Linked DNA regions of Mus musculus: all the other regions are linked to region 1. Evidence: chromatin contacts called from public Micro-C and promoter capture Hi-C data. All regions are on one chromosome and are shown on one strand. Each heading gives the region's core, a stretch centred on a gene start, on an enhancer-like site or on the middle of the called end of the contact. The rest is flanking DNA. Distances are from core to core; before and after follow the strand shown.

Evidence for each region. Promoter capture Hi-C pulls out the DNA fragments that hold promoters and counts their contacts. A called contact is a pair of places that touch in the nucleus more often than the background predicts.
Region 2: a contact with region 1 is called in a Micro-C map of embryonic stem cells, with 8 times the contacts expected there. The contact joins the promoter of Sox6os here to the promoter of Itpripl2 in region 1. A contact is called at or near these places in 2 of 39 promoter capture datasets (cranial neural crest and embryonic stem cells), 1 of 484 Hi-C or Micro-C datasets (embryonic stem cells) and 2 of 9 other capture datasets (adipose tissue and liver).
Region 3: a contact with region 1 is called in a promoter capture Hi-C map of the 3T3-L1 cell line, with 4 times the contacts expected there. The contact joins the promoter of Polr3e here to the promoter of Itpripl2 in region 1.
Region 4: a promoter capture Hi-C map of 3T3-L1-derived adipocytes shows a contact between it and region 1, with 4 times the contacts expected there. The contact joins the promoter of Rps13 here to the promoter of Itpripl2 in region 1. A contact is called at or near these places in 6 of 39 promoter capture datasets (the 3T3-L1 cell line, 3T3-L1-derived adipocytes, the C10 cell line and 2 more) and 1 of 115 datasets of contacts at active chromatin or transcription factors (large pre-B cells).
Region 5: a promoter capture Hi-C map of cranial neural crest shows a contact between it and region 1. The contact joins the promoter of Pik3c2a here to the promoter of Itpripl2 in region 1. A contact is called at or near these places in 4 of 39 promoter capture datasets (the 3T3-L1 cell line, cranial neural crest and hippocampal neurons).
Region 6: a contact with region 1 is called in a promoter capture Hi-C map of pre-B cells, with 2.8 times the contacts expected there. The contact joins the enhancer-like site here to the promoter of Itpripl2 in region 1. A contact is called at or near these places in 5 of 39 promoter capture datasets (the 3T3-L1 cell line, the C10 cell line, embryonic stem cells and 2 more).

Annotation. Positions count from the first base shown.
Region 1 is chr7:118,489,730-118,494,095 of GRCm38.p6, reverse strand. It overlaps Itpripl2 (inositol 1,4,5-triphosphate receptor interacting protein-like 2), which reads left to right and starts at 2,121. Exons shown (of 1, transcript NM_001033380.3): 1 at 2,121-4,366. The coding sequence starts at 2,762.
Region 2 is chr7:116,029,381-116,033,746 of GRCm38.p6, reverse strand. Sox6os (SRY (sex determining region Y)-box 6, opposite strand) reads right to left here and starts at 1,768. Exons shown (of 2, transcript NR_152104.1): 1 at 1,580-1,768; 2 at 1,197-1,427. The region is part of intron 1 of Sox6 (SRY (sex determining region Y)-box 6); the gene reads left to right.
Region 3 is chr7:120,916,036-120,920,401 of GRCm38.p6, reverse strand. It overlaps Polr3e (polymerase (RNA) III (DNA directed) polypeptide E), which reads right to left and starts at 2,624. Exons shown (of 21, transcript NM_025298.4): 1 at 2,492-2,624. n-TLaag4 (a tRNA gene) reads right to left here and starts at 2,885; the gene lies at 2,804-2,885.
Region 4 is chr7:116,331,560-116,335,925 of GRCm38.p6, reverse strand. Rps13 (ribosomal protein S13) reads left to right here and starts at 1,736. Exons shown (of 6, transcript NM_026533.3): 1 at 1,736-1,841; 2 at 1,978-2,026; 3 at 2,152-2,230; 4 at 2,828-2,997; 5 at 3,447-3,547; 6 at 4,343-4,366. The coding sequence starts at 1,819. Snord14a (small nucleolar RNA, C/D box 14A) reads left to right here and starts at 2,669; the gene lies at 2,669-2,755. It overlaps Gm10589 (a long non-coding RNA gene), which reads right to left and starts at 1,757. Exons shown (of 2, transcript XR_869889.2): 1 at 1,644-1,757.
Region 5 is chr7:116,441,230-116,445,595 of GRCm38.p6, reverse strand. It overlaps Pik3c2a (phosphatidylinositol-4-phosphate 3-kinase catalytic subunit type 2 alpha), which reads left to right and starts at 2,138. Exons shown (of 33, transcript NM_011083.2): 1 at 2,138-2,292.
Region 6 is chr7:116,475,935-116,480,300 of GRCm38.p6, reverse strand. No RefSeq gene overlaps it. Among named protein-coding and RNA genes, the nearest start is that of Nucb2, 26 kb to the left of the region's middle. Within about 2 kb of position 2,635, at least 51 of the 459 cell types and tissues checked have an H3K27ac peak or open chromatin away from gene starts, as enhancers often do.

The sequences.
Region 1 (4,366 bases), core at 872-3,371:
CCAGGAAAAGAGCCAAGACCTGCTGAAGTGCTTACTGAGACTGGAGGAAATACAGAATATCAAGGAAGGTAGTTATACATACCAGCTAAGGCCACGTGACCAGCTGCAGACACGATTATAATGGACACAGTGTTTCTGTCGTATTTTGCTAAGAATGTGAACACATATGAACATATACACTAAGCAGACATTTTGCTTTCTTCCATTTCTCTAATGTAATATAACATAGGTTGAGATAATATTAGTGATTATTATCATATTTACGTCATGAAACTCTAAAAGACTAAGCATCCCTCAAGGGACATTGCCATCTAGTCTAAAATATATAACTAATTAGTGATTGTATGTGGCTAGTTATATCATGTTGGGCAGAATTATGACCTAGTTATTGTTTTTATTTGGAAGTTAAGGGTGATATAAGGCAAGGTGACTGTGTGTCAGGTTGTCAAGGGGTGGATGTGTGGTGGTAAATCTTGGTATCAACTTAAACACAAGGGGGGCACCTTGTGAGGACACCCTAGGAATCCTCTGGACTCTGGCAACAGCATACATGGGATCTAAAAATAAATCCAGTGGCTGGGGAGATGGCTCAGTCAGTATAACACTCGCCTCACAAGCACGAAGACCCTTGTTCCATCCACAGAACCTCTGTGAGGAGGAGGCAGGTATGGAGGAGCAGCACACGATGGCCCGAATGTGAAACTCCAGCACTGGGGAGGTAGAAACAAGCCAATGCCTGGAGCTGCTGGCCACCGAAACAGCAACCTCAGGTTCAGTGAGACACCCTGTCTCAAAACCCAAGGCGGAATAGCACCCAAGGAATGACACTGAGGAATAACACCCAAGGTTAACTTATGGCTTTCACATATAAATGTGAGTGAACACACACACACACACACACACTTCTGCTTAGCCTGACTAGTTCAGTCAGGATCTCCTGGACTAATGCTGGGATGACCCTCTATCCTGGTTCTATGGTTGGGATCCCATATGCTCTAAGTCATTTACCCTTGCTCCCCTTATACAGCAGCAAGGTGTAATAAGTGTGAACAAATACAGACGACTATTCAAATACATTCAAATTGTTCCTGGGACTTTCGTGTTATGAAAAAGCGCAGGCTTTCCAGGTTTGTAAGAGTCCTCACAAAGGACTCAGAAAAAAAAAAAATGCCCAAAGGACACATGGACCTCTTCCCTGGCCACCCTGCCTTCTGACTCCTCTAGATGGAAGCACAGCTCTGCAAAGGCTGTGTGACTTTGGGTGATCTTTGGAACCTGGCTGGACTCTAGTATCAGAAAATCTGAGAAGATACTACTTATTGGCAATAGATATTAGCACTAAGGTCTTATCAGTATGGATTAGCATTAAAGTACAGAGTAAGTATGTACCATGTGACTGATGCAGGTATAAGGCAAACCAAAACCAAAACACAGTTCTTTCTTTCTTTTCTTTCCTTTTTAAAGTAAGTGTGTGTGTGTGTGTGTGTGTGTGTGTGTGTGTGTGTGTGTGTGTGTGCTTGCATATACGAGGAGGTCAGAGGGTAGGTAACTTGCAGAACACTTCTCTCCCTCCACTATGCAGGTTTGAGAATCAAACTCAGGTGGTGAGGCTGGGCATCAAACCTGTCTCCTGTCCTGCAAAAACTATCATTATCGCTTTGCACCAGCTCTCCCAGGTCTCAGATCCAACACTACCTCGTCAGACACCCTACAGTTTGGGGCAGGACTCTGAGGATCATCCTTTGGAAGATCAACCTGTACTCCTTCATTCAGCTTCCTTTCAGAACATCTGCTGGTGGGAATCTTTGTTTTTGAGACAGTCTATGTAGCCCAGACTAGTCTTGAACTCATGACTCCAGCCTCGGGATCAGAGGCAGTCATCACCACCCTTCTCTGTTCGTAGTCCCGTTTTACCAGACTGTGAGCTTGAATAACAGGCAAGAGAACCTCCACACTATCAACTGCATTCCCAGCCCTTAGGCTCCTGTCTAGTGCTTAGTAGGTACTCTACAGAGGTTTACAAGACAGCACAGCGGCAGACAGCTAGGGGCCACTTCCGCCCGAGCCTGCCACGCCGCCAGCGGGACTCGTTGGGGGTGGGGCCGGGCGAAGGGAGGGCCGGGCGGTGGGGCTGCAAGCCTTCCTCCAGCAACTTCCCAGTAAGTGCGGGATCAGATGCAGCCACCGCCCCGGAACCAGGCCTTCCCCGTTCTGCCTTCCAGGAGGGGGCCCAGGAGTAGCCCTCGGGAGTGCAGTCTCCCGCAAGTCCCGAAGTCCCTCTGGCCACCCGACGTCGAACCAGGCGGAGGCTGGGAGGGGGCCGCCCTCCCCGCGAGGCTCCAGACTCCGGCATTTCCTCCCGGCTGCCCGGCGCGGCCTTCCCCTCCGAAAGAAGAAAATCCCGGGACCCGAGTAACCCGGCCGATCGCCCCTGTGCACAGCTGTGGCGGAGCCAGGAGGGCCGCCCAGGGTAGGGTAGGAGTCCGGGGCAGAAGCCAGCCCAGGGCAGCGCGGCTGGGACTGAGCGGGACAGGGACAGGGCGCGGTCAGGGGCCGGAGCGAGCTGCGCGGGCGGCGCCTGGAAGGGGAACTTGAGCTAAGAGTGGAGGCAGAGCAGCGGGGCTGCTGGCCCCGGCGCTGCGAGCGGGGAGCCTCCTTCAAGGCCAAGGACACGGGGGCCTCGGGGCCTCCGGGACGCTGCGCGCATGCTGGGCAGGGGACACCACCCGGGCTCGCGCCCTGGGCCGCCCGGTCTCCCGGCATGTCCGTGCGGTACACGCTCAACCTGCGGGTCTTCTGGCCCTTGGTGACCGGGCTGTGCACGGCGCTGGTGTGCCTCTACCATGCCCTACGCAGCAGCGAGGATGCCCGGGCCGAGTCCCCCGACGGCGCAGACAGCGGTTTCCCGTTGCTCAAGGTGGCCATCCTTCTTCTCCTCGGCTACATCCTCCTACGATGTCGCCACGCCATCCGCCAGCGCCTGTTGCCAGGCTCTTCCCGCCCGCGTGGTCATGCCAACTTCTCAGCCAGATCCTTGCAAGAGCCAGGCCTGAGCATCTTACTGGAGAGTTACTATGAGCACGAAGTGCGCCTGTCGCCGCATGTGCTAGGTCACAGCAAGGCACATGTGAGCCGGATTGTGGGGGAACTAGTGCAAGCTGGCCGGGCCCGAGGGTCTCCAGGCCTCATCACCGGGGGAGCACTGGCTTTGGCCTTCCGGGGAGACTTCATCCAGGTGGGCAGCGCCTATGAACAGCATAAAATCCGCCGACCCGACAGCTTCGACGTGTTGGTGCCACTGCGACTCCCGCCGCAGGTGGCGCTGGAGCCGCGGAGCCTGGGGACCGAACCCTCGCTGACCCCAGCCTTCCGCAGCTGCTTCGTGTGCGCCCTCAAGGCACCACCCTCGCCATCGGGGGCCTCGACGGGCCAGTGGCATCGCGACTGCAAACCCTTCGCTGAAGGCTTCTGTGTGGATGTGCAGGGCCGTCGCCACCTCTCAGCTACCCTGGTACTGCGCTGGTTCCAGGCGCACCTACAGCGCTCCTTGGCCACTGTGCGCTACAGCTTGGAGGGTCGCTGTCGGGTCAGCCTGACCCCAGGCAGTCTGGAGCAGCCCCCCACCCTCCACATCCTTCCTTGCCGCACGGACTATGGCTGCTGCCGCCTTTCCATGGCCGTGCGCCTCATCCCTGCTGTCCACCTGGGTGATGGCGTCTTCCTTGTGGCACCACCACCACCACCCTCGCCTAGCGGGGCCCTGTCAGAGCTCCCGGGTGGCCTGCGCGCCGAGGCTCTGTGGGGTGTGAACACAGCACGTCAGGAGCAGAAACTGCTGGGCTGGCTTCAGGAACGGGCGCCTCCAGGTGCCTGCTATCTCAAGTGCCTGCAGCTGCTTAAGGCTCTTCGAGACTTGGGTGCCCGCGGGCTGGACCCGATGGCTGCTACACACTGGGGACGTATCCTGTCCTCTTACGTGCTCAAAACGGCGGTGCTGGAGGTGCTTCTGAACGAGGGCAGCCCAACGCCCAGCTGGGACGAGGCACACCTGAGTGAGTGCTTGGAGAAGTTGGTGAAGTTCCTTAGGGACTGCCTGCTGAGACGCCGAGATCTCTTCCATTGTGTCCTAGGTCCGACTGGGGCGGCTGCCGAGGTTGGCCCCCTGCCCAAGGTGCTGCGGGAGGCCGCTCCTGTTGACCTCCTGGCGCCTTTCGACCCGCACTCCCGGGAGCTTGCAGCAGCGCGGTTGCTGTCCACGTGGCGAAGGTTGCCCCAGCTTCTCCGAGTCTACGGTGGTCCCCGCTACCTTGCCAGGTGTCCAGCACCCCGGAGTCAACGCATCCAGGGCTCCCCTGAAGATGAACCA
Region 2 (4,366 bases), core at 519-3,018, 2.5 Mb after region 1:
AGGATGCCTGCCTCTCTCGGAGAGTTGTGCCTTACTCCGGAGGCGGTGACAGATCTGCGTGGCGGGTTTCTGGTTTTCTTGCCCCCACCCCTTCCCCAAATCACTCCGAGAAAACACATGTTGTAGCCGCAGATAACTGTGCGTAGGACACCGAGGCAAAAGGGCAGGGAGAGACAGCCAAAGCCACCTTTGACAGCAGAAGTGTTATCGCCATCGCAAGTATTCGTCCGGAAATCTGTCTGCCCTCTTGGCCCACCTAATTCCTCCACCTTCGCCTCCCCAAGTAGATAATCTATAGAAGTGGGAATGAGATGAAAAAGAAGTCAGGTGGCTTAGAGAGTGAATTGTTAAGTCTCCGTAAAGTTCGAGGTAGGTATTTCATGGAAGTTCGCACAAGTGTGGGATGGAAGAAGTTGGTGTGCCTACTGTGTTGTGTTAGTGTTTCTCTCTCTCTCTCTCTCTCTCTCTCTCTCTCTCTCTCTCTCTCTCTCTCTCTCTCTCTCTCTCTCTCTCTCCTTCTCCCTCCCCCTCCCCTCTCTCTCCTCTTCCTCCCCTCTCTCCCTTTCCCTCGCTCTTTCTATTCTCCAGCTTAGGGTTCAGATGGGGCTCTTGGATGGCAATGCCCTTTGTACCCACAAGAGGGCAACATCTTGAGGGCTTTGTGAACACTGGATCTTTCATCGCGGCATGCTTGCTTGGGTTTTGAGAAAGTTTTAGCGAAACTTTCAAAGTGATATTTTATGTTATTCATAATATCAAAAAGTAAAGTCATAAAAAAGAAGAAACAAGAGAAAGGTGGAGGAGGAAAGGATGGGGAGAGGGAGAGAGGGGAGAGAGGGGAGAGGGGGAAGAGGGGAGAGGGGAGAGGGGGGAGAGGGGGGAGAGGGAGAGAGAGAGAGAGAGAGAGAGAGAGAGAGAGAGAACAGTTTAGATTGCCAGGGGAGTCTGAGCCACAGAAGGTGGGGGAGGGCTGTTGTAATTGTGGGTTTGGCCGACTGACGACTGGAGTGCCCTCTTCGGCAATCTTAGTTGTAGCCGGAGGTCATGTAAATCGACCTTAAAAGAATGCATAAGCCATAAATTAAACCCTCACCCAACGGCTGATCCATAAGTAGACAAAATCTAACCTGGACAAAACGGGCTTCCTTTAGGGCCGAGTTAACCCCTCTCCCCCAATAGAAACTCAATGCGAAGTTAGTTTTGTTAGAGAATGAATATTTTGTTTTCTTGAAAAGTGTCGATTTGCCGTGTGACTGCGCCGCCGCAGTTCTAAGAGGCGTCAGTGTTAGCCAGGCTGTGGCTCAGGGGCCGGGAGGACCCGCAGGGCTTCTGAACCTCCCCCATTTCGGACTGGGATCGTTGGCTAGTTGTGGGGTTGACGCTGGCCTAGGGCGGGCGGGACTCCAGGATCTTCGTAGCTCTCCGCGCTAGGGGTGAAATTTACCCGGAGGATTAAAGAAAACCCGGGTGGCTAGAAGCCGCGCGCTCCCTCCTCGCCCTCCACCACCGGGGCTTCCCACGACTTTCCCGGGACGCTCGAGTTCCAGTTCCCCTTGCTCCCTCCACTATTGCACTTTACTTTTAATGGTCCTCTCAGCAGTACACAAACCGAACTCCAAGGCAGTTTGCAACCCAACGGTGGTCCTTTTTGCTCAGCACGCTTGCTGCGCAGGCTGGCCCGCTGACGGCGTGGGCGAGGGACAGCCCCGTAAGGCTCGCGCGGGTTCGGCTTCCAGGTCCTCTGCGCTTCAGCCGGCACCCTCGGCTCAGAGCCTGACCCGCAACCTTCGTCCCTCTAGGCTCTCTGCCCGGCCCGCTACTGGCTGCCCGCTGCGGGCCGATGTTCGGAGCACCGGCTGGGCCCTGGGCGGGAGGCGGTGTTGGCGAGGCTCGCCTGCCCCGGGGGAGCTGCTTTCGGCTTTCTCCCTTAAAGGGCAGTACGAAGAAGGACCCGGGTTTGTGCAAAGGCTGCTGGGGCTGAACTGCTGCAAATGCAAAGGAACGGCCGGGCTCTGCGGAGGACAGACTGGCTCCGGGTCCGCGCAGCTTTAAGATAAAAAGAATTGGTGTGTTCGGATAGATAAAAGGTGGTCGTTTCCGGCGTATTATGAGTTTTATTTAAGCTTGTCTGACTCTGACCAAGTTTGAAAATGTTTGTTTGTGTGAATGACCAGTTATCGGCAGCGACTCCAGTTTGTGGTCTAAAATAAGTCATTTACTGGGCTGGCAGGGCTGCTAGTTAGCAAGATGGGCTGTTCTAGGCTGCTTCTGCGAGTTGCCTCCTGTAAGGGCCGCACTTGAAGTTTCAGTCTCAAGATAGTCCGAAACTGTCCCAGCGGCACAATAGATTGGGCTCCGGACCTCCAGTTTCAATGTCTGAGAGGGAGTTCTGGTGACTTCTCGGTCCTGGACGCTGGGCTCCAGGGTGAACTCCAGTGGCTTGGCTTTTGGCCCTCACGGAACCGCCCAGCCAGCAACCCAGTGGAGAGAATGCCCCTTCCCCCCGCCCACCAGGGTCTCCTCTCTTCTGTCCTTTGTAGTCACATGTCCGGGTTTTCCCCCTGGTCCGAGAACAGACACAGCCCCGCCCAGTCTATTTCTAGAAGGTGGGTTCGGTGAATAAAAAGGTCAAGTGGTTACGTTCCCGAGCTGGTCCACAGTGAGGGGGGACAGGACAGACACCTGGCAAGGCCCGCCCCGCCTGTCCCCCCAACCCTGGCGGGCCTGCCTGCCTGCGACTGGCCTCCCTAGGCCACATTCTTGTGTTAGGTTGGAGAGGCGAGAGGCGGTAGGAGAGGGAACCCTGAACCGGCCCAGAGCAGGCGAAGCTGATCCCGAGATGGCATTTTGTTTTGAACAGTTGGTGGGGAGGACGCTTCCTCATAAGGTAAGGTGTCAACTGGACAGTTGGCTGCCCAAATGCCACATGTATAATTAGCCTGCGTACTCAGCACCTCATCCCCAAGGCCCATAGGCACGGGCTTGGCTGACTTGAGTAGCTCAGTTCAGCTCTGGATTACAGGATTCCCAAGGGAAGCCTAACCGGCCAGGAGAGCCTGGAGAGGCCCTGGCTAGGAAGACTGACCATGAAATCTCGCTTTTGATTTTTGCCTTTTCTCCTTCTCCAGTTTTTCGTAGTTTTCAGCTAAGGGGCAAGTGCTGGTTAGGAGAAGGTACCCAACATCAGCGGCAGGTTGCAGACTGGATGGGGAAAGGGGAAACAGAACAAACCTGGCCACATCCTACCCACATGCTGCCCTGGAGAATCTGCTCAAACACTCTGTGTGCACTCATCTATTGGGATCAGCCAGTCTTGGCACTGTGTGACTTGGCTTGGGAAGAGACTTCAGATCTGCTCACTTGTCTCCCTGCTTCCCCCACTCTCAGAGGTCTATCACAATAATTTAGTGTCAGTGCCTGATTGTAGTTTCTGCTCCCGCTTCAGGCCTAGTTGCTTGGGGCTGCTAGTGGACCTGGGAGCTGGGCAGATCTGTTGTTTCCCTTCTCATTCCTGTTCAGCTTGGGGTTCTTAGAGCAGAGCTTTGTCTCCCTGTCTGCTCAGATGGATGCTAGTTTCCTGTTGAGCTTCCCGGGACATCCTAGCCTGAGGCCAGCTTTAAGGCTTGTGGCCCTGTGCAGACCAGACTTGTGCAGCTTCAAACATGACCTTTCCTCTGTCATCCCTCTGCCACCCTGGGCACTCGCTGTGGAATTCAGCACTCAGAATTAGGCACTGACATCAATTTGCCTTCTTCCCTTGCTTCTAGGTCTCTCAGATATAGTACTGGAAAGATTCTCTGTAATTTCAAAACAAATGAGCAAACACTTCCCCGAAACCTTGCACAGGTCTAGTGGGACAGTTAGCTTTCTCAGCAGCAGGGGTTCTGTGATGAGAAGCTGGGGCTTACTAAGTTTCTCTTGCTTCGATGGAAGCCAGTACAGTCTTTTCTTATAGCATGACCAAGGTTAGAGCTGAAGTTTCTGTTCTCTCAGCCTGGGAATTTTTATTGATGCATTTTCCAGAGGGTCTTTGTTGTATGCACATACATGAGCATGTGGAGAGGCACAATGACATGTAGATTTCTTCTCAATATTTGAGAGACCTTATAAGAAATGTTATATTGCTCCTGTTCTTAAGAAAAGGAAACACTCCACTAAATGGTTCACATTTTGAAAGCCAGTGTGCACTAGAAGTCATTGGATCTAGTTTATGGCCAAAGACATGAAGTGATCAGGACTGGATACCAGGAAGAGACCAGGTATTTCCTCAGGCAAGCTGACACCCTTAGTCACTTCATGAGTACTGACACCTCTTTCTCCTCTGCCCTTCCACATTTCTTACTATGGCAGGAAGAGAAGGTTTTTT
Region 3 (4,366 bases), core at 1,375-3,874, 2.4 Mb before region 1:
GGAACCAAGGAAACATAACACATGCAAAAAGAGGCTATGGTTCCCAACTATTCTTCCAGGGCTGAAATTCTGCCCAGCCCTGCCATCAGGCAGAATGAGATCCCTCTGGATGATAGAGGCTCCTCTCTCTCTCTCTCTCAACACGGCACCCGATTGAGTTACCTGCAAAGGTCATCACCTCCCTTTAGCCTCCCAGACAACTGTATCCAATTCAGTGGCTTTTAAAGGTTTAGCCTATGACCAACAATAATATTTTCCCATCAATGATGCAGAAGATACATGGAAATGCCACAGCTGAAGCAGTGTTTTGTGTAGCATGACTGTTACATGCCACACAGTGATGTTTTCCATCCTTGCCCTTGCAAAATAAAAATGCTGGTAGCAAGACCCCCCAACCCAATTTTACAACACTCACTAATGAAACTTGACCTGTCAACAATCCAAGCTTCCAAAGCAAGCTGTGGTGACCCATGCCTATAATTCCAGCACTTGGGAGGCTGAGGGAGGAAGATAACAAGTTTGAGGCCATCCTGGGCTATAACATAGCAAAGCCTCATCTGGAAAAAAAAGTTACAGACACAAAACAAACAAAAAGGCTTCCCTAGCTCCACCCTCCTATCTCCAATGCTCAAGAGACTGCCATTCTTTGTGACTGTCAGTAGCAATGCTACTATAGCATTGCTGCCTTGCTCCCAACCCTCCAACTGTCCCATAAAACAAATCCTTCCATGGACCCCTAAGCCCTTACACGATCTTACCCCTGTCTCCACATAAGCATCTCCTCATGGCCTAGTGACCAATTACTGAACTTCTAACAGGCCAAGCCCCAAGCATCCTTGAGGACACTCTGCACAACAATCCCAGGTCATTTTCTTTTTTTTTTTTCTGGTTTTTCAAGACAAGGGTTTCTCTGTATAGCCCTGGTTGTCCTGGAACTCACTCTGCAGACCAGGCTGGCCTCGAACTCAGAAATCCACCTGCCTCTGCCTCCCAAGTGCTGGGATTAAAGGCATGAGCCACCACTGCCCGGCTCACCAAGTCATTTTCTGGATGCTCATTTTCCTTATATGTAACCACTGCCAGTCCTTCCAGGATTAGACGTGTTCCCTGACAACTCAACTGAAACAGCCGCTTCCAGCCCCTTCCATTACAAGCATAATTCCTTATTTCCTGAATGGTCCTAAGCTGGAACTTCCTGATCTGCTTGCTGGTCAGGTGTTAGCTGTCCTCTGTACTAGACTTTAAACTCTACGAAGGCTTCTCTATGCTTCACATTCCTGGACCATTAAGTGGAGATAATAATTATACTTGGTCGTGGTTATGGGATCATTACTTTTAAAATTAAAAAAAAAAAATCACAGTTCTTTCTCCCAAATATTAATGATGCCAGGCATCAATATAGTACCAAATAATACTCTTCTCATTAGCTGTGCAAATCAAAATTTATAGTGCCCAACTTCGAATTGGTTTACCCAAGGTCACAGCCCCCCAAGAAAACAGGTAAAGAAATCCAAATCTAGCTGATGCCAAGAGCCTTGGTTTTATTCTTAACTAACATGCTGCACATCTCTTTGGTAAAAGGCAGTATGGTGTAGTGGTTAAGAGGTTGGACTGCCGTGCAAAACCTTACAGGTTCAAATCCTACCTCTTCAATATAGCAGCTGATTAGCGACGTGAATTGCATAACCCTGGGTCCTTTCCTATTTTAAACCACACACCGGCTTCAAAGGGATAAGGCGAACCTAGAAGGACTGTTGCTACGTGGCAACATGTTTTCTTCCAATATAAGACCGAACAAGACAGCCACAAATGAAAGAAGCAGGAGTGTCACCCATCTTACACTCATTAAAACACCGTAGCACGGGAATCATATCCCCATTTCACAGATAAAGGTATGATCTTATCTTTTCGCTCCCAAACCCAGGAACTCTAAAACAATATTCCAGGATGACCCGGTATGTGCACCATCCCCCGTTACTGGAAGGTCCCCGGGTCCACGAAGCAGTCGCCACTCTGCTTAAACACAGATCAATGAATGAGGCGTCCCGGGCCCGCTCGGGCTAAGCAGAGTTGACCAGGTTCAACGACCCCTGCCCATGCAGGCGGCCCCGAGTCCAGTGGCTTTCTCCATGTCGCCGGTGCTCAGGCGCCCTTCCCACTCTTCCGAAAGCCGCCACGCCACCGGGCACCAGTGCCCTCGCAGGTGCGGTTCGGGAGCCAGGCCCGGGCGGGGCAGCGCGGCCGAAGCCTGAGTCAGCGCGGGCCGCACCGCCGTCGTCTCCCCACCGTCCAGCCGAACGGAGCGACCCAGGCCCGGGGCGGCCTGGAAAGCCGGGCGGCCACCTTGCGCCCTGCCCTGGTCCCGGGAGGCCGCGGCCCCTCGGCACGCAGCGGCGGGGGCCTGTCTGGCCTAGTCAGCAGCGCGGCCCGGAGCACCGAGCGAGTGCGACGGCTGCGACCCGGATCCCGAGGCTGCCGAGTCGGGGCTCACCTCTCCGCCGGGGCCGCGCGCGGGCGGCGGAACGGCCCAGGGACCCGCGGGCTGCAGAGACGGCGGCGGCCGGGTCTTCTATCAGGCAGCGGCCATGTTCCTGCTGGAGAAACTCCGCCGGACACGTGGGGGGAGCGGGGCCGGCCCTCGCGCTTCCTCTTACCCACAATGCCCCGCCCCGGCGCGCGCGGGACCGCCCCTTCGGCGAGCTGCTCGTGGTGCAGAGAGCGCACATCGACAGCAGGGGTCGCCGCTGCGCTCGCAGAAGGAACCTAGAGCGAAAGACGCTGAGACAAAAGAAAAAGCCTGCCTTGGCAGCGGTGGGATTCGAACCCACGCCCCCGAAGAGACTGGAGCCTTAATCCAGCGCCTTAGACCGCTCGGCCACACTACCCAGCTGTTGACGTCGTTTTCTAAGAAGCTACTTATTGGATTGACACGTATATTTTCTTTCGATTCTTGGAGTTATATTTATTTATTTTATTTCCTGCCGATAGAAATTGCCATAAACAATATTATCATCATGCCACTTATTGAAATAAAAGTATTTAGATGCAAGCTTGTTCCAAATAAGTTTTAAAGCAAAGGATAGTTTATTTTGCGTTCTGAGTCAGTTGGTTAAGGTGTCAGGTTAAGCCACTCAGACACTCAAAAACCCGAATTCGATGTCTGGTTCTGTCAGTAACTTTCACCAAGCTCTCAGAGCTGAACTGTAACCCCAGGTCTGCAGAGTTCTATCTGAAAATTTACGTGTTTAAATTTTTAGTACACAAACAATTTTAAAACTTTGCAGATAAAATATATTCTTTGTAATATTCAAAATAAGATTCTTCGAGCTTTGACTTGCTCTAGTTTCCTAGTACCCAGCATTATTGGCTGATTGTACATCCTTTCTGCTCTTTTGCTGTCAATGTTTATCTCCATAGAAAATAGTTTTGTTCATATTGTGAATGGGTTGGTATATAAATATTAACACAGTAACACATAGAGATATACAGCTGGCTGGTTTTTCACTATACTTTTGATTTATTTTCTGTTTTGCTTTTGTTTTTAACCAGACTTTATTTTTAAGTATCTTTGCATGTTAATATGCCCATACAGACTTTTACGTTTACTTTATTTATTTGTTTGGGAGTGGGGAACGGGCGGGGGCGGGCCGTGGAGGTCAGAGGACAACTTGCCTGATGAATAAGTTCTTTTGTTCCACCCTGTGGGGGCGTCTTAGGTTGTCAGGCTTCGAGGCAAGTGTGTTTACCTACCTTCTGACCGAGCTATCTCACCAGCCCTAGATATTTTAAAACACTGAAAAAGATGAAAAAAAAAATAGTCACACACACCCCATATTTCCACCACCTAGAATTAAACTCATTTCTGCATTTACATTTGAACATGCATACATATTCATTTGTTGTTTAAACTAAGGTTCACAATGCCCAGGCTGGCTTTGAACTACGTGCATTGATGAGTTTGAATTTCTGATCCTCCTGCCTGCACTTCCTAAGTACCAGAATTACAGCCTTGCACCTGGCCAATATGGCATTTTGCTTCCAATTATTTTCTTGTGTACATAATTTTTATTAAAAGTTACACAAGTAAGGCCTTCGAAATGGCTAAGCGTGTAAAAGCATGTAAAAATCCCTGGGACCCACATGATAGAAAAAGAATCATCCACAAGCTGTTCTCTGTCACACATACTCACACGATAATTAAGTAATTAATTAATTAAGTAAGATACACAGGTGATAAATGTAATGTACACTTTAAAACTGTGTCTTAAAATATGGGCTAAGAGATGGTAAGCACACTCCTTTAGTACCAGCACTTGGGAGGCAGAGGCAGGTGGATCGCTAAGTTGAAGGCCAGCCTGGTGTACAG
Region 4 (4,366 bases), core at 487-2,986, 2.2 Mb after region 1:
CTACCAGGTCAGCCAGGGTTATTCAGAGAAACCTGTCTCAAAAGCCAAAAAGGAAAAAAAAAAATGTGCTTGGAATGAGTAGAAATAAGGGCAAAGTGGAAGGACATGAGGCCAGGGACTTGGGTTTTATTTCAAATACATGGAGAAAATATAAAAAGAGAGCCCCTGAGATGGCTCAGTAGCCAAAAGTGCTTGCTGTGCACTGACAACTCTAGTTTGATATTCAAAGCCAGGTAAAAAGATGAAAAGACTACACAAGGTTATCCTCTTACCCCATATTCACACAGTAAAAGTCTTTAAAAACAATTTAGATCTTCCAGAGGTCCTGAGTTCAATTCCCAGCAACCACATGGTGGCTCACAACCATCTATAATGGGTTCTGATGCCCTCTTCTGGAGTGTCTGAAGACAGCTACAGTGTACTTATATTAAATAAATAAATCAATAAATCAATCTTTAACACACACAATTTAGAGGGATTTACAAAGAGACCACTAACCACTAGGCAGACAATGGATTGTATACATAATGGGACACCACTTAAGCTGCCTGAGAGATGATGGATAGGATTGGGGTACCCGTGGAAACAATGAAGTATTTGATACGTTTCTGTGGTGAGATGTGTTGGAGTGACTCGTGGAAATGAGAAAGACTATTGAACCCTAAATTTGTATTCGGACAAATGTGTTAGAGTGAAATGAAGTATTCTTGCTTAGGGATTGCGAATTGAAGCCAAGCTTGATGTTCGGATCACATATCTGGGCTAAAAGTGTGAATCTGGTTAATTAATCAAATACAACTTTGCCAGGAAATAAATACAAATTTGGTTCAAGTTCCCAATGTTTTGGAAAACGTAATTCAACTAGTAATGGGTTAAAAGAACGCAGCTGGGCATGATGGCTCAAACCTTTCATCATCATTTCAGCATTTTTTTAAGAGACAGAGGCAGAAAGACTTAACGTGTGTTTGAAGCAAGCCTGGTCTACAAGGCGAGTTCCTGAACAACCAAAACTACATTGAGGGACCCGGTCTCAAACACAACAAAAAAGAAAACTGGATCAGTATTTCAGTACTGTTTCAAACCTCTCACGCTTCACTTGTCAACAGGGTCTTGTAGATCTGAGTTTCTTGGGTCCATGTCTTTGTTGTTTTTTGTTGCATTTACAATAAATTGTTATATTCACCCATTCTTCGAACGCTCTGTGGTGAACCGGACTAGGACATCCTTAAAAGACCAACTCCCGGGGTAGTCCCTTTCCCCCTCATCTTCTCGAAGCTTCTTTCCTCGTTCCCAACTCTTCTCCGACGGGGGTGAGCGGTTCTGCGCTCCGACCTGTGTAGAAAAGGCGCGCAGACAGGAGGACAGACCCGGGCGGGGCTCGGAAGCCTAGAATTAACGATCTAGAGAGAAGCGCCGGCTGCACCTAGGCTTTGCGATCATCCCACACCGCACGAGTTCGGGGCTGCAGAGGGAGCCCTGAGAAACCCGCAGCTTATCCAAATCCTTCAGCCCAGGACTCGAGCACGCCCTAGGTCCCCTCAGATGCGACTTCCGAAGAGATGTTAGAGACAGACTTGCTGCTCTGGCTAAGAGCAAGACTAGAGACAAGAGTTCAAGGCGTAGCAACCCAGCCATACACTTACCGCCTCGCCGCCATGCCTTCTGGGACGCGTAGTCTCCCGGGCTCCGGTGGCCACACTATGTAGCCCCGCCCCCGCGCGAGAGCAAACGTCGGTGAGTGGCGTCACTTCCTGTGCGGCTTGATTTCCTGTGCCGTTTCCTACCTCGTTCTCTCTTTGCTGCCAGACCTCCGCCATCATGGGTCGCATGCACGCTCCCGGGTGAGCCCGCGGCGCCGACCTTGGTTGCGGGGCTGGGGCGCGGGGCTGAGAGAGGAGGATGCGGGCTGCGGGTGAAGGGACAGTGGGGCTGCTTGGGGCGCGGGCCGCCGCTTTACTTCCTATCTTCTGTTTTCAGGAAGGGCCTGTCCCAGTCGGCGCTGCCCTACCGCCGTAGCGTCCCCACGGTGAGTAGAGGCTGAGGGTTGGAGGGCGGCGTGGGAAGCGATCGGTGCGCGGGAGGATGGGACCCGAAGTGGAAGGTTGCCGCCGTGCTCTCTCATCCTAAGGCCGATTTCTCTTCCATCTGTAGTGGCTGAAGTTGACGTCTGACGACGTGAAGGAACAGATTTACAAATTGGCCAAGAAAGGCCTGACTCCCTCCCAGATAGGTGAGTGTTGATGTAATCTCTTCCTTCTGCTCTCGAGAAACAAATGTGTCTAGTCCGTATGTTAAAAAGGTTCCTCCTGCTTCCACAGCGGAGCAAGGGCTGTCTGGGATTGAGTCACATCTAACTGAATTGATTCTAAGCTGCTCTGACTTTGTACAAATGGGAAATAACTCGTTTCTGGTAGCTTGGCTTCTGAGTCTGGGAATAACTGCTCATCGGAGGAAAATATCCTCTTTAGGATATAAAAAGTTCGCTAGAAATATGCAGAAAAAATCATGTGAAATGGGCTCAGCTGATCTGAAGTAATTTGAGGTTTAAAAGCAATAACATGCAGTTTTAAAGATAGGTACAAATAAATGTTGGGCTGCTTTTAAGTTAATACTAAATATAAAGGTAGAAGTCACATTGTTTCCTCTGGTCAGATGTATTCTGGCAAGCTCACAGTGATGATGGTGTTCCAACATTCGCAGTTTCCACCAGAAGGACTTTCCATGTTGGGTTGACCTTCCTTGGATGTCTGAGTGAGCTGGAAATTTGGAGTTTGGCTGTTAGGGTTTTATCGCATGTGTGTGTGCTTGAGTGTGTTTCTCTTTTCAGGTGTAATCCTGAGGGACTCACACGGGGTGGCCCAGGTCCGTTTTGTGACTGGAAATAAAATCTTGAGAATCCTCAAGTCCAAAGGCCTTGCCCCTGACCTCCCCGAGGATCTCTACCATTTGATTAAGAAAGCTGTTGCTGTCCGAAAGCACCTTGAGAGGAACAGAAAGGTAAGGCGGACAACAAACCAGGTGTTGTGTCGAGACACTTGCGCTGCGGATCTTCAGAGGGGAGAACGCACTTGAGTCCTCTCAGGTGGTTCTGGGTGCTGGCTAATAGTCAACATGATAGTTTCCTAGAAATAGGTGGTTTGATTTTTAGCTCCCCTAAACTATTACATCCAGTTGGTCCCAGGTGCTGGGGCTTTTGTGTAGGTTTGTGGCTATGGGCCTTATTCTAGGAGTTTAAATTGCCTCTGTGGATTTGGTGATGCATGCCCTTAATTGTTGGAGTTTGAGACCAGCCTGGTCTAACACATTGTAAGACAACCAACTTATTCTGTATAATAATAAGATACCCTGCCTCCTTAAAAAAATTGCCCTAAGAACTTAACCTAACCATAGAAGCTATTTAGTTTCTTTACTTGTTGGTGGTTTTCTTAAATCTCTTTTATTTCTAGGATAAGGATGCTAAATTCCGCCTGATTCTGATAGAGAGCAGAATTCACCGATTGGCTCGATACTATAAGACTAAGCGGGTGCTCCCACCTAATTGGAAATAGTAAGTATATGGTTTTTGGTTGGCAAATCAGCTAGATGGTAAATAATGAATAGTGGTAGGCATTTTGCCTTTTTGGCTAAGTGTCAGTTCATCTCTGTCATAGTAGTGGGGAAGCTTGCATGGATGATATATAATCACATGACAGTGTTCTCTTGAAATGTTACCTAAGCCAGGCATGGTGGCGCACGCCTTCAATCCCAGCACTCAGGAGGCAGAGGCAGGCAGATTTCTGAGTTCAAGGCTAGCCTAGTCTACAAAGTGAGTTCCAGGACAGCCAAGGCTACACAGAGAAACCCTGTCTCGAAAAACCAAAAGAAAAAGAAAGGAAGGAAGAAATGTTACCTAGAGGCAAGCAGGTCTCTGCATTTGAGGCTGGCCTAGTCTACACAGTTACTTCCAGGACAGCCAGAACTGGTTGGTTTATGATGCTTGGGGGGGGGGGGGGTCCTTCTAAAGGTAAGAAGAGGGTCATAGTTGATAGATGCTGATTAAACTATGAATGAAATCCCCCCCTTTTGTTTGTTTCATGACTTGTTCGCTATGATAAGCATACAGACATTGACTGTTTATGGCAGATAGGTTGATCTTTCCACCATTTGGCCACTTAGATTTGGCCTTAGACGTCTGGCTGAGAATGAGCCTGTCCATCCTCATGCTTAAACTTAGGGCTTAGTTTGATGCATTGTATGCAATTGGGTATTGTAGCGGTTTGGGGATAGCTCCAGTCACCAAGAGAGTTGATGGGTCCTGAAGTCCGGTACTAATCCCAGTTTCTCTCTCTTTTTTTCCCCCCAGTGAGTCATCCACAGCCTCTGCTCT
Region 5 (4,366 bases), core at 889-3,388, 2.0 Mb after region 1:
GGACATAATGGCCCCTTTTCATTCAGGTTGTGGGTGGGATTCAGTAATGCAATTCAAAGAACAGGGTCTGGTTTCAGGAAATGCTCCATAAATGTCAGCCATTCTTTTTATATATGGTAAAAGAGAAAGGGTCCCTATTTCGTACTTGGTACTGGAAGAAGTTTGGGGGTATTGGCTATGCCATGAAGTTCTCTGTGGGAAGTTATGGTTGGAGCAGTTTAAATGTAATGCAACCCCTTAATTCTTTTTTTTTTTTTTCCTTTTTACTATCAAGTCTTAAAATTGAAGCCAGTAGGAGAAAGTAGCTGTTAGCTAGTGTCTAATCGGTCTCAAAGGACAGCAAGCATGGTTTGCACTTTCTTTACAAGTCTGTTCACATTGTTTAACAACCATCGGCAGGCACCACTGCCAGGCAGAGGAGGGGCTGAGAGGGGGCTCCTAGCCCAGCTTCTTGACACCTAACAATTTGCAATTGGAAGCTACCTAAGTCTTCAGCTTCTCAGTCTACTGCACTTCCTACCTGTGGGGCCATACAAAAGCCACAATAAATGAGAAAGCCAGAATTTCAACAAGGATTTGTTTGAGTCAAACCAGGGAGGGCATAAGCTACCAGGGACCAAAAGAAGATAGTTCCCTTTCTCGATCAGAGAGATGAGAGAGAGAGAGAGAGAGAGAGAGAGAGAGAGAGAGAGAGAGAGAGAGAGAGAACACCAAGTTATCTTCCCATAAGACTCAGTGTTTTCTTTTCTTTCCTAAAGGCACACTCTGTTTTCCAGCAGAAGGTAGGAAGCCAGTCCTGAGAGAATTCCTTTTCCTCACCCTTTTAAATCTTGAGGAAGAGCTGCCAAGTGTATAAATTCCTCCTTTGATGAGAAGATAAAGCAGAACAATGCTGTAGAGCTGAGCAGATTCCTAAGGGACATTCTTCTGGGGTGTGTAAGCTTGCGTGGAGGTGGGGCTAGTAGACAGCTAGGGGCTGGGAGGGAGGGTGGTACAGCCAGAAGTTGCTCCTAGACTTCTCCCTAGAATAGCCTTTCCTTTTGCTTTCAGCTAGTGCTGGAGACTAAACCTACTTAGGTGCACTACCACTGAGCTAGGTTTGTTTGTTTGTTTTTGGAGACAGGTCCTGAACTGCTGAGCTTTAGAGTAATCTCCTGTCTTAGCTTCAGCTTGGACTACAGGAAGATGCCACATTCTCATATTCCCTTCCCTGCCCTCCTTCCCTGCCCCCTTCTCCCGCTTCCCCTTAAAGCAGAACTTCATCCAGCCTCTAGAAGTGCAAGCGTGTTTATTTAAACCAAAAGGATCAGAGGTCTCTCCTCCCTTACTAAAGGAAAGGGGGAAATGCTGGGAATACACTTCGAAATCCCAAAACCCAAGCAGACTCTGCCAGTTTACGTTGCCATTCCTCTCCTCCGACAGTTACCGACAGTCGTCTTTTGCAATCTGTAAAACGGGAATAATTCTCCCATCTGCTTCACAGTTTTGAATCAGACAACAGAGCGCTAAACTCTTTACAAGCCCAATTGCAGTCCGCGCTCACGAGAAAGGTATGATTACTATGGGGCCTGGGTGTGATGTCTGGCCGAGCGCTGTTATTACCGGGCTAACCTTGCCCACCTGGCCGCGGCGGGGCTGTCAGCAAACACCAAGGCGAGAACGCCGCACGCACGCATCCAGCCCTTTCCAGGGCCCACACGACGAGCTAATGCAAACTTCGAAGCACCTGAACGTCCGCGAGAGCTCGCCGACCGCTGGAGGGAATGAAAGATTTCGTCTTGACTGTTCTTTTCTGTCTTCCAAACCAAGCTAATCTCTGGGCGGCCTGGGGCCAAAACCTCAAACCAGGCAACCGCAAGCCAGAGATCAGAGGCGCGCGGTGCTGGGACAGGGCCCGGGAACAAAGGGCGCTTCGGAGCTCGAGGCCGGCCAGGAGGAGTCCCGGGGTAGCCTCCCCGAGAGGCCCCCGGCCGGCCGCGCCTAAGACACCCATTCCCCGGGGCAACCACACTCCATCCCGCAACCTCCCCGCTGCTGCCTTTCAGGCTCCGCCTGCGCCCCGCCCGCCATCTCAGGTAGGCCATCCGCGTCGGCCAATCGCAAGGCGCTCAAGTACGGGGGCGGTGCTTGCACCATCGGAAGTGACGTGCAGAGCTCGGCTGGCCGCGGAGTCAGTCGAAGCTCTCCTCAGCGGCCGGCTGAGCCAGCTGAGGCGGGAGAAAAACATGGCTCGGACCTTGGAGGGCGCGAAGGCTCGGGTTGCGGTGAAGACCAAGACTCCCGCAGCGTGAGGTGAGGGGCTGCCGGTGCGTGCGGAGCGGGACCTGGCTCTGCGCAGCCGCCGAGGGACTCAGAGGGGAGGGACCCGGCCGCCGTGCCCCTTGGTCACTCCATCCTCTCTGACTCCTTCCTCGGGGCCCCGTCCCCCACCCGACGGTCGCCAGCGCCCCGCGCCAGGCCCCTTTGTCGCGGGCCGCCGGACGCTGCTGTCCCTCGGGGGGCGGGGGAGGGGAAGCCACCCCACGGTCCCCCGGGACAGCGAGGGAGCCGCGGTGGCGGTCCCAGGCTCCTGTCCCGACTGTTCTGGAGAGTGGCTGTTGAACTTCTGCTATGGCCTCTTCCTTCTCCTCTCCCAGCTCGGTTTTTAGAGCCTCGGGTGGTTCTTTTTCTTCTGAGACCCTTCACCTCGTTACCTTAAAACAAAAATCCAGAAACTGCTTGCTTTGGGAACGCAATGATATTTGTGTATATTTAGTGCATCATCTTTCTGCTAGGGCATTAAAGTAAGAATATTTAACTCTTCCTGCGTGACTGAGGAACAAGGAATAATTGAAGAGGAGGGGAGTGTATACGGTAGTTCTTTCACCGTGTTGTCCTGATAGAAGGTGAAGTCCTAATTAGTATATTTTTATTTTAGCCAGTGGGTGTTTGAATTCAGTGACACGAAGGAAGCATCCCTGTTTGAACAAGATTACTTCTTAAAAAGTATCCCTAAATCTTTCCAGGTAGGTGTCAGGAAGAATACTGCCTTCGGGGCGGGGGGCGGGGGGGGGGGGAGATCACTGAATGTGGTACATCTCAAGCCAAGGACAGAAAATAAAAGGCTATTCTTAGGGGGTTGGTGAAGTAGTGTTCGGGAAGAGAGGCTGCGCAGAGGTCCTGGAACACTGGTTCCAGGGAAGACTTTGTACTCTTGCCTCCCTGATGGTTCTTTCTCCACGAGAAACTGTTAAGTAGCTCTGCTGTAATTGGAGTTGGTTATTCAAGGTTACAGACCACGCTGAAGTGCCTTGGTTGAAATTTTCAAGTTTTTGAAACTGCCTGCAAGTTTGGCATTCAGTGTTTTGAATACTGAAAAGCATTGTAACTGAGAGAGAGATATTTGTTAACTCAAACTTAGTTTCAAAGTGATTTTTAACATAGATACATAATAAATACAGCACCTCCACAGATTCCCATGGGTGCTGGCGGAATTCATATTGAAAGCAGTTTGTCTTGTAAAAACCTCCGTTGTCTTGGGCATGGTGGTGCACCCTATAATTGCAATGCTTGTCTGCACTGCAGAGCTCTGGTAGGAGAGTCACATTTAAGGTCCGCCTAGTCTACCTAGTGAGACACTGTCTCTAAAAATGATAATAATAATAAAGGAAGCAAAGCTGGGTTATGATTGGTGTGCATGTTGCTTGCAGTCTAACTTGCAAACATTATACTTTAGTGGTCTCAATCTTTTTTCATTTTTATAGAGCATAAAGGTTGACTTGTTTGCTTTCAGGATTTTAGAAACAACTTTCTGTAATTAGCTGTGTAAGTGTATAATTCTTTGTTGCATCTATTTAGAGCTCCAAATTTTCCATTCAGTTTTATGTTGCTATGTACATTTCTGTGCCCAAGAGTAAATCTGGCATATTGTTTGGAATGTAATAAGTTCGGCACATTCAGTGCATTTCTACCTAAAGACAGGCTGTTTCTAAGAGCTCAGAGTTTGCCTCACAGCATCACATCAACCCTTCAGATCAGGAGAGGTACAAAGCACTTTCTTAAATGCTTTAACCACATACCTGTAGAGATGAGCCTGAGCTACAGAAGACTAGCTCCAAAAACAAAAAGCAAAACAGCAAAAGTTCTGTGAGCTGGGGGTATAGCTAAGGAAACTTGTCTAACCACAGGTTTGATTCTCAGTACTTTCAGAATGAAGTTGTAACTTACCTTGCTTTATTTAATAAGACAACTTAATCTGTTTTACTAATTGATCATATTTCCAAGACAGGCAAATACTGAAGATATTTTAGTGTGCTAAATTTACAGAATTTGATGATTTGTTTAATCTGGACACACACACCCTACCCTCCCAGTACTAGGGATTAAA
Region 6 (4,366 bases), core at 1,386-3,885, 2.0 Mb after region 1:
GTCTTCAAGGCCTTGTTTCCAAAGACAGATACCTGGGGAAAGGGCTTCAGCATGTGAACTTGGAGGATGCTCCAGCACTCTGTCCACAGCCAACAAGCTAAGTCTGGCTTGATCTGTCCTTTTCTCTGAAAGGGCCCAGAGTAACCAGAGCCAGGAAGACAGACTTAGTCTGCCCAAATGCACAATCTAGGGCTACAGAGATGGTGGCAGTTGTCTGGGAGTGCAGAAGGTACTTCTATGGGAGATTTAGCTTCAGTTCGGTAGGCTAAGACCTTTTCCACAGTCTCCGTGTGGTGGTAGATGGAAAGAGATATTTCATGGTTCTAAATTGTTTATTGACTGTTCATGGTGGGAAATGGATGCATACCTCCTTCTTAAGGTCTGACTCAATATTAAATACCTTTTGCAGGGAGGAAAGTCTAGGAAGGGAAGCTTATTGGCTAAGCACTTGGTGCCTCTAGGTCCCTCATTATCATGGAGAACTCTGTTCTGGGCTGAGGTGACCACAGGTCAGGTTTCCTGATGTGGGGAGTGTGGCATGTGTTCCAGGCTGACAGGGAGCGGGGAGTTGCCAAAGTCTCAGGTGTGCCCACAGAGTCTCTGAGTCTCAAACTGCTCTACCCACCAAGATTCCTGGCATGGTTCTACCATCCCACAACTGGACCAGGAGGAAAGCCAGGAGAAGTTCTTGGCTATGCCTCTCCCAAGGAAGATGCAAGACCCATAAGCAGTGTACAGCTAGCTGTACCAGCAAGCCAAGCTCTGTCTCTGTCACTGTCCATCAAGTCCTATTTATGCCCTGGAAACATCACTCTTCCTCCATGGGTCTTGCCTCAGCACCAGCATGGCTGACATCACTCTGCCAACCAGCCCAAGTCTGAGGAAGTGGCAAGAAACTGTAGCACATCACCAGAAGTTTTTTGGTGTTTTTCTTTCTATGGAGTTCCAACAAGTGAAGCTCAACTACTTAATGGAAGGTGGATCAGTACATGCATGTCTGTTGGAGACTGGTTGTAATGCTTTGATTCAATCAGGAATCTGCGTGTCCAGATGCTGAAAGTCATTGTTCCCAATTGAGTTTTGATCGATCAATAAAGATGCCAACAGCCAATGACTGGGCCAGGGGCAGGATAGAGATGTACAGGTAGGACACAGGGAGGAATGGAGCCATTGGCCACTTCCCCAATTGAGCCTGGAGTAGGAGTGGAAGGTTTAGGAGTGCCCAGCCTTTGAGATAGCCAAGGCATTTAAAAAATAAGCTAGTGTGTGTGTGTGTGTGTGTGTGTGTGTGTGTGTGTGTGTGTGTGTGTGTTTCATTTGAGGATCCCAAACTAGCTTCTGGGCAGATGCACAAAGCAGTGTAGCCAAAATTCACTGCTACATGTGTCATTAGCAAAGAATCCTTCATCACGTGTCCTTCACAAGCATCACGAGCTTGCTTTAGCAGAACATCCTTTCACCTGTGTCTGCTTCAGCTAAATGTTCCTTCATGAGTCTGCCTTAGTCCTTCACCTGTGTCCACATCAGCCAAACATTTCTTCATGTGTCTGCCCCAGCAAAACACCATCCAAACGACTTTCTGACAAACCCATGAGTTTCCACTTCAGTGGAGCTTCTCTGACATTTCTAGAAGACGCAGTCTCACAGCAAACTTCCTACTACTCTGATTCTAACAATCCTTCTACCCTCCTCTTCCTTAACGATCCCCAAGGTACAGAAGCTTAAGTACAGGAGTTGTGTTGTAGTAGGCTTGGGTACCTGTGAGCTCTTGTTCTCTGCATTCCGATTGGTTGTTTTTTTCTGTAATGGCCTCTATTTGCTGCAAAAAGTTTTCTTGATGAGGGATGAGGAGGGCGCTTAATTGTGGATATAAAGACAGATGTTTAGAGTGTAGTTAGGGCATATACTGGCTTAGTAAAGTTTTGGTTGTAGGTTCTTGTCTAAGATCCATGGCTTCACTAGCTCTGGGTTGTTGGCTAGTTTCCAGAACCTGGCATGGTTTCCCTCTTGTTGAGTGGGTCTTAAGTTCAATCAGTGAGTTGTTGGTTACTGCCAAGGTGTGAGTACCACTCTTGCATAATTACAGATATTGTGGCAGATGGTGTGGATTTTTTTTTAACTCCAGTTACTGTAGAGGCATAAAAGGACAATGGACAGATGCCTGAAGGTCGTTTGCTTCACTTGTCTTGCAGCAGGCACTAAGCCAATGAGATAATGTTATTTCAAAAGAAAAGAGAAAAAAAGAAAAGAAAAATGCAGTGGATCTGAGTAACAATACCAGAGTTTGTCTAGCAAACACACACATGCACAGACCTGGGCTCATTCAGTCATTGACAGGGAACTGTCACTGTCATGGGGGTTACACACTCAAAGGCAGATGCCTCTATTTCTGTCACCTCCTTATCTGGGAGACTGGCTCTTCTTCGGGTTTCCAAGTGTACTTGAAATGTTTTCTCCGATCCTAACTAACCTTGCTTTTCCCTAGAGGCTTATGGAAGTTGTTGAAGTATCTCCAGCTCTTTAACCTCTGATTCTCAAGAGCAATCTTGTCTCTACTTTTCTCAAGGCTGAGAACTTCTGTTAACTTCCCAACAATAGCTCAGAACGCAGGCTAGTCCCGTGATCTTATTCAATCCTCATAACACACCGCAGACACATTATTCCCACTCTACAAATGAGGAAACAGAGCTGCAGTGGTGTTAGGTAACTTGTTTAATATAGATTATTTGGAAATAGGAGGCTAGAATTTGAGCTGCCTCAAAAGCCTGTGGTCTTCATCCCAGCAATATGCAAATGATCTCCTTAGCTTTTCCTTCAGACAAGCTCCAAGGCTGCCTTTCCCATTGCCGTTTTCAGTTACAGAACTGACCTGTATGCCTTCTGTGTGTAGTTCATGGGTTATGTGTCAACCTCATCAGTTTGATTGTTGTAAATTTTTATTCATTTGTTTTTTTTTTAATGTGCATTGGTGTTTTGCCTACTTGTATGTCTCTATGTGAGGGTGTCAGAGCTTGGAGTTATAGACAGTTATGAGCTTTCGTGTGGATGCTGGGAATTGAACCTGGGTCCTCTGAAAGAGCTGTCAGTGTTCTTAACCACTGAACCATATCCCCAACCTTTTTTTTTTTACTGTAAATTTATAATTATCACCAATTAACTAACATTGAAAGCTCTACCATTGCTGGGTGACTAAATCTTAACTCCGCACATGCAATTTCTGCCCTCATATTCTTCCTATAAATTACCAAGCCTGTAGCACTCACCTGTAATCCCAACACTTGGGAGGTAGAAACAGGAGAATGAAGAGTTCAAGGTCATCCTTGGTCACATAGTGAGTTTGAGGGGAGACTTGGCTGCGTGAAATGAAAAGGGTGGATGGGGTACATCCGAATGAAAGAATAGTTGAAAGAGAGAATGGTCAGTATTGTCAACTTTACAAAAGTTAGAGTACCCCAGAAGATGGGCCTCTGAGCATGCCTGCGGGGATTATTTTGAATGTCAACTGAGGTGTTGAGACCTGCCCACTCTGGGGTGGTAGTGGGGGATGTCCCATCATTCCCTAGGCAGGGATCCTGGATTGTACAGAAGGAGAAGCACTAATATGCACAAACTCTTCTGACTATGGACACAATAGGATCGGCTGATCCTGTCACTGTGATTTCTCTCTATGATACCTGGGACTTTGAGCAAAGGAAACTAGGAGAAAAGATACTTGTCACTAGAAAGCATCCACAGGATTGTCCCTTGACATTCTATGAGAAAGCAGAAGTGAAAAAAAAGAAAGCCTTGCAGCACAGGAAGTGTTCTTAGTCAACTCGTTGTGTCAGACTACAGTCCTATGGGAGCAATAGAGTTGTGGGGTTTCCTCTGCTCTTTTGACTTCCGTGGGGTTATCAGCTTGAATCAACCACCTGTGACCTACCTGCCTCCCACCAACGCTTTATAAGAAATATCCTACTGGAGGTCAGCAAGATGGCTCCCCTGACAGCCTGACCACCATGAGTTCCATCCCTGAGACAGACCACTCGGTGGAAGGGAAGAACTGACATGTTAGCTCCGCCCCAGGAAATAAGACCATGCTCACAATTTTTGAGCCAAAATTGAAGCAAGCTTTATTAAATACTGGCCAGGAAGATGGACACTGCCCAGGTCCAGGCCCTAGAATCCTAGAATGTCAGAGAATGGCCCAGAAGTATATTAGACATGGGCTTATAAAAGCAAAACCCACAGATTTCATACTTCTGCTTTCATCCAATCAGAGGCAACCAGTACTCATGGCCTTCTTAACCCTGCTCAAAGCTTCTCCTTCTTTTGTCCTTGCAGGCCAGTGGCCAACTGTCCCCAAGGATAAGGATGATCCACATCT